2 separate regions of the Mus musculus genome follow, and region 1 is linked to region 2. Evidence: chromatin contacts called from public promoter capture Hi-C data. All regions are on one chromosome and are shown on one strand. Each heading gives the region's core, a stretch centred on a gene start, on an enhancer-like site or on the middle of the called end of the contact. The rest is flanking DNA. Distances are from core to core; before and after follow the strand shown. Region 1 holds the start of Mpc1 (mitochondrial pyruvate carrier 1). Region 2 holds the start of Rps6ka2 (ribosomal protein S6 kinase, polypeptide 2).

What was found. Capture Hi-C pulls out chosen DNA fragments and counts their contacts.
Region 1: a promoter capture Hi-C map of adipose tissue shows a contact between it and region 2, with 3 times the contacts expected there. The contact joins the promoter of Mpc1 here to the promoter of Rps6ka2 in region 2. A contact is called at or near these places in 2 of 115 datasets of contacts at active chromatin or transcription factors (embryonic stem cells and stem cell-derived neural progenitor cells) and 2 of 9 other capture datasets (adipose tissue and liver).

The regions. Positions count from the first base shown.
Region 1 is chr17:8,281,695-8,285,038 of GRCm38.p6, reverse strand. Mpc1 (mitochondrial pyruvate carrier 1) reads right to left here and starts at 1,252. Exons shown (of 5, transcript NM_018819.5): 1 at 1,078-1,252. The coding sequence starts at 1,148.
Region 2 is chr17:7,168,637-7,171,986 of GRCm38.p6, reverse strand. It overlaps Rps6ka2 (ribosomal protein S6 kinase, polypeptide 2), which reads right to left and starts at 1,872. Exons shown (of 21, transcript NM_011299.4): 1 at 1,544-1,872. The coding sequence starts at 1,642.

The sequences.
Region 1 (3,344 bases), core at 3-2,502, 1.1 Mb before region 2:
GCCCTCCACTTATCTAACTTTAAAATCACAAGAAAATAAAACTATGCTTGGAAATATTGTAATCGGTTTCTAAATTTTGTGAGATCCTTAAAATAGAATCAGGCACCAGGAAATTATAACTGAAAATGAATTCTGGAAAGTGCTTCTTCAACCTCTCAATGTCAAGCCCTCGGGACACACACCTTGCAAGTAAATGCCTCTTCTCAGACGCACTGCGTGGCTGCGACACATGATTGTCCGGTCCCCCTCCCCCAAGCACCGTCAAATGGAAAACAAACAAACAAAAAAACAAACAAAAAACCAAAAAAAAAAAAAAACCCCGCCCTCTGTGCTGCAAATTCTAGCTCCCATTACCCGGATCCCGGCACATTCCAGCACCGCTCCCGCCAAGTCCCGGGCCGGGAGACGAGGAGGGGGATGGTAGCACCCAGTGTCCCCACGTCAACCCACGCAAGGGCATCCTGACTGCCTGCCCAGGAGCGGTGTTCGTCCGGTCGGTCACGAGCCGGAGCGGCGTCCCTGCAGTCACACCGCGTCTTTCAGTCAAGGACTGGAGCTCTGTTCCCTGTCACCAGCCATTCCCTGGGTCGTCCTGCCCGGGAGCGCTGTCCGCTCGGTCACTTGTCGTCCTCTCAGTCACGGGTGGGAGCGCTGTCCCCTCGGGCATGGGTGGGAGAGGCGTCCCCTCCGGCACAGGTTGGGGCGGGGTCCCCAGTCACACCATGTCTTTCAGTTCGCGGGGCTGGAGCTGTTCCCTGTCACCTGCCATTCCCTAGGTCGCCTTAACCAAGAGCGCTGTACCCTCAGTAACCTGCGGTCCCTTAGGTCACGGGTGGGAGCTACGTCCCCTGAGTCCTGCTGTCCCTTCAGGCACGGGTGTGAGCGCTGTCCCTTCTGCCCTCCTAGTCACAGGTAGGAGCGCCATCCCCTCGGTCACTTGCTGTACCCTCGGGAGCGCCGTCCCCTCGGGCACCGGTAGGAGCGCGTTCCACCCGTGCGCCGCTCTCCTACCTTGGCACGGCGCCGCAGGGTTTTCCCGCAGCGGGCGGCTCCCCCACGGCCTACCATGACGCTCACCTCATGAGATAGTCCCGGAAGTCCTTGCTCCGGACATAGTCCGCCGCTTTGCGCACCAGCGCTCCAGCCATGGCCGTGCCGTTGGCGGTGAAGCCGCTACCTAGACAGATGACACCGCTGTGGACTCGGCTGAGGCCCTCGGCGCTCTCACCCCAGCGCCCGCCTCACGACACTCGGAGAAGCCTTACGACCGCTCGGCGCTCCACCAATGAGAACGCGCTAGACCGCAGAGCGCGTCCGGGATTGGCTGCCGCGGTCGACACACCCCCCGCCTGCCCTCGGGGCGGTGCGCGCCGCGGGGCTGCCGTCGTAAAAGGGCCCGGCGGCCCGGACGACTGGCGGTTGCTAGGGGCTGCGAGGGTGACACTCCTCTGCCCGGGGGTCCTGGGCAGGCTTCCGGGGTCTCAGCGGGGCGTGGTGGGCAGGTCGGGCTCCTGTCACCCCTCGCCTGTCCCTTTGCCCCGCGGGCGGCTGCACAGAGACGGTGAGATCCTGCAAACCGGCGGCGACCGGCTTGGGATGGAGTCACCGAGTGCAGAGGAGGGAGGCAGTTAAAAATAGCTAAGAGCCTCAGTCTCCAGAAGTGTGGCTGCCCACGTGTGGAAAGCACAGGTTACATAAGTGCCCGGAGCGTGCATACTGCAGCTTTAGCCTGTACACCCGCAGAGGCTCAGAGCCACACCCCAGACATGGCGGGGGGGGGGGGGGCAGAATGCAGAGAGAGTTGAGCCGGAGGTAATGAGAAGGGCCTGGCTACATTTCCTGTCACCACTACCACTCTTGAGGAGAGGAAAGGTGACAGAATCCCTTCCGCCGTAAACCGGATCGCGTGAAGAACACAACTGCCTTCAGGCTGCTCGCAGCCACACCCGAGTAGGCCACACCGCGCTAAGGGTCGCTAAGGCCCGTCCCCTGAGTTCGTGCCAGTGTCAGTCTTTGTTTACCAAAAGGAGGCTGAAGACGACCTTCCCCTTATAGGGAAGGGTCTGCAGGGCCCGGACTGCAGCGCTCTTGCCAGGTTTGCTCCGGAAGCCCTGGCTGTGTTCCATCTCCAGCACTGCCGTAAACCAGGCTGGGTGGTGGGAAGTTCAAGGTCACCACTGAGTCCTCGGGGTGGGGCTTGGGGCGAAAGTTATTAAACGAATGGTAATCTTCTGTGGTTTTCCCCTTCTATGCATAGTAAATATGTGCAGCTTTTCTCAGATTTAATTTTTGCCGGTTTATTCTAACAATCTTCCGAGAATAGAGGGGACTCTCTTCCTTACCAAAACCGAACCTGAAGCGGGCCTTGGTGGCAAATGAGTTTGATCCCAGCACCGAAGATGCAGAGGCAGAGGCAGAGGCAGGAGGATTTGAGTTCAAGGCCAGCCGTGTCTATATAGCTAGTTCTGTAGCCCTGGCTACTCAGAGAAACCCTGTCTCAAACAAAATTTAAAAAACGAAAAACAAAAAACAAGGCCAGGCAAAAAAAACAAAACAAAAAAAAAAAAAAACACACAAACAGCAACAACAACAAAAGCACAATTTGGGGATTATACCTCAAATCAAGGAAAGTTGAGTAATTTAGAATGCCACTGGGGAATATGAAGTCTGGAATGCACTGGCAGAAATGAATATAGGAAGTTAAACCAAACACTCAAGGGAATGCATAAGTATTAAGAATGGACATTCCCTTTGGCCAGCAATTCCTTTCTAGAGCTGTCCCTGGAAAGGCTAGTTTGTGGAGCTTATTTTAATATGGAAACAATCCTCAAGGCGTTCCAGCGTGTGTCATAGTGTGTAACTTAGCAGGTGAGAGAGAAAAGAGGACCCATTCAAGGCTGGCCTGCGCTACATGACATCCTGTCTTAAATAACTGCAAATTAGTAATAAACCAGGCCTGGTAGTGTACACTTTTATCCTAACAAGTGGGAGGCAGAGGTAGGCAGACCTCCTATGAGTTCTGAGACCAGTCTGGTTTAGATAGCGACTAGGCAAGAAAACAAGTTATTTATGTTCTAGTGCTAAGTAATTATAGTATTTATCTGCAGGAAAAAATGTGTGGACTATTGTATAAAGTATGTTACTCATTTGTGCTCAGCGATGTTTTTGTGTGCAAAGATATTGGGACAACACTGACAGTGGCTACCCCTAAGTGTAACGGAAGGGACATGAGATGGAGGAAAGTAATTTTTTTTTTTACTGTGTAGCCCTGGCTGGCCTGGAACTTGTGACATCTTCTGTTAAAAGGATGTTTTATTGTAATCTGGGCATGGTGGTGAACCCCT
Region 2 (3,350 bases), core at 623-3,122:
CATCCTAGGGGTCTTAGGAATGTTATTCACACACACACAGGTCTTAGGAATGTTATTCACACACACACACACACACACACAAAATTACTTTTACTGCCCCCAACATATGTGCATCTTGCTCACCACAGTATTTGAGGCCTTTCCACAGCCTAGTTCAGTTCTCCTTGCTGAATCAGCACACAGGCTTCTGTAACACCCAGGTCCCTCCAACTCCTCTATAAATGGCACATAGAGTTTGCTCACAGAGACGAAGAGACAAGAGCAACAGCTCAGAGACAAGGGACAGCATAATAAACTTGGCGTTATGAGAAAATAGATGATAAAAACACATCTGGTGGGAAGGTAATACTTCTGTAATTTCTGTTCCTGTTAGCTAGATTTTTGCAGAATACCAGAAAAAAAAATGAACTTTTATTCAATTTCTCTCATCATTAAGTTTAAATACCCCTCTCCATTACCAGAATGATAATTGTGTTTGTCCAAAATCAGTGCTTTGCTCTCTGAGAACCGCTCTACTCTATTCAATTCTGAGCTGGAATTTAGCAACAGAAACTTTTTCAACAGCAGTTCCCTGGTGGTTTTAAGTCTGTCCCCGGACTTAAAAGGTCTCTTGATCATCACAGAGCCCTTTGCCTGTGTGTAACATACTAAGGCTGAGACAGAGCAATTCAACATGAAATCTGTGATATTTTTTTCTAACCACACACACAATTCCATATGGGCCTGCACTGAAGCAGGGACATCAATGTTCCATGAAATCTCTAGGTTAGTTGTCAACTTTCTCTTACACACTTCACTAGCAAAGCGGGTCACACGGTTTTGCTCTCTATGGACTCATCAACAACGTGGTCTGAGCACTGGGATGAGGATAGTTTAGTTGTTAGTCAGAAATGAAAGCCACCGTTAAAATCACAGACGACTGGACATGGAAGATGCGAGACCTGCAAAGGTCAAGATTTTCCGGCATCCCTCGGGTTTCAGAGCCAATCTATCTCAAAGCCTGGGCTGCGGGGGAATTGCGTCAGGCACTCCACCACCTAGGAACACCAAAATGCACAGAGCCCTCTTGAGTTGCTTTGGTCAACTCTACACTGATCTCAAATACCCTGATCCACACAGTACCAGACTCAAGGTAAAACGGGCAGGCGCCAGAGGCTACAAAACTTAGGACTCATGTAGCCTCCCAAAGCACTCCCACACCACGCGGCAACCCAGCTGCACCGACCGCACCCCTCCTCTAAAGCCTCTCTCTAGGAGTGACCCCGAATCCTGTGCACACAGGGGCACTAGAAAGAAATTCACTGAGGTTAACTTCAATCGCAGCAAGGACTCGCTCTCTGCAGTTGTTATGAAGTGCTAACATTTGGAGTCGATTTGATAGATTTTCATGACAACTGGACCAGTTTTCAAATAACTTCCCACAGCTGGCTCCGGTCTGGGGTGATGATGCACTGGACTGTAGCCGCACGCCCTGAGGCTCTACATGCCCACTCCAGGCGCAGCGGGGACCCGCATCCTGCGCGCTCCCGGGGAGGGCCTTTACCTCGAGGCGACTCAGACTGGAGCTCTTGGAGCGCGACTTCTTGCGCAGGTACACGGAGAAGAACCTGCGCACCGTGAACTTCTTCATGCTCAGCTCCATCGCCCCGCGCCCAGCTGCCAGGAGCCGCAGGGCCGGCGGGCGCGCATCCCCGGCACATCCCAGGCTAGGCAGCGCGCTGGCGGGCACGCGCGCCGGGGAGCCCGACGCGGCGGCCCTCGGCGCGGATGCGGGCTGCAAGCACAAAGGGCAGGCCGCACCGGCCACCGGGCCCGGGTCCCTGGATCACTCCCGCGGCGCCTTTGCCTCCGGCCAGGAGTACCAGCTCCCGGCAACCTGCCCCGCCCATAGACTACACCCAGCGTCGTTCCGACCAACCAGAGTGCGACGCTGCGCCACGCCTACACGCCCACCCACCAATCAGTGCCCGCAGCCAGAGCTCTTTTCCCCTTTAGTCGGAAAACCTACTCCGGACAGCCCCACCCTCACCCCGCCCACCACCGTACTCTCCAATTATCACCAGCCATCCTGCCCAGGGGCGTTGTCCCCGTGAACGCCTCCAATCAGCGCCGTTGCCTACTCCTCCCTCTCCTACAACTCCTGCCCTCAGAGAACAGTGGGGTGCAGTATCGCCCTGCCCACTGCCACGGCCGCCAATCAGCGCCCACGCCCGTTGTGAGCTTAATCAGTCGCTCCTGAGGCACGCTGCTCTTGTCCTGTCTCCCTGCCTCTTCTGTCCGAGCTGTTGTGTTCTTCTCCGAACACCTCTGTCCACTTGGACTCCACGCTTAGCATTTTGAATTTCTCTGCAAAGCAAAACTTTAATGACCTAGCATGCTAGAAAAGCGCCCACAAGCACTACACTCGGGTCACTCCTACAGCTGGTCCCTGCAACTCCTTGCTTATTGGGGAATCATTGGGAGAGGACCCCGCCTGCTTCGCAGTGTCAGCGGCCTTCCTCCTCTCGGTGAGGACGCCTCACGTGGTCGGGGCCAGCAGCTGAGAACAAAGGCTCACATCCGCTCTCTGTGACCTCGGGCTCCATTTATAGACAATTATCCTCACAGATGACTATCAGGGCCAGCAGCAGGAACATCCTGAGTCTCAGTCTGAGGAAGCAATCAGAGCCTGCTTTAACCTAAGTCCAAATGATCCTTCCTAGTCACACAAAAAGAAAGGCTGAGGTTAATAAAGTCTTATGCCCCGTGGCAGAATAGAAGCAGATTAGAGAAGAGCTGAGGGTAAGCCCAGTTCCTTTGGCCACTGGAGAAAACAGATTCACTCTCCTGCATGATATGCAGCCCACCGGGCAGTTCTCAACACTTTCCCACCCAGACTGGTGGTAGTCATAAAGGACACAGGAATCAAAAGATCCAACATGCTGGGAAACCCACGTCACATAAAACATCAAAGGGCTAATTTCACCTGGAGCAGGAGTCAGTCCCATCTAGAGCGGGCTTTTAGGAACTGCTATCCCTCTGGTGTGGGGCTCCAGAGATAGGCTGCATGCAGTGTAAGGGTTTGCAGCTTCAGTAGAGACAGTGTACACTGGCTTGTGACTTGTGACTTGACCTCAGCATCTCTCCCCGTGATGTCTTAGCTCCCAGAGGTGCCTTCTAAGGATGAAATCAGGAGAATGGGCTAAGATCGGGTCCTCTAAGCAAACCTTCTTGGCTACTCTTGGAATGTTTATTATTTTACACTGCCTGAGGGCAAGGCCTGGTCCTTTTTCAAGGAGACTTTAGCAATTAGAGTACCTAATCATAAACTCCTATGGAGAATTGGTTCCTAAGACTCCTGAATTGGCAAG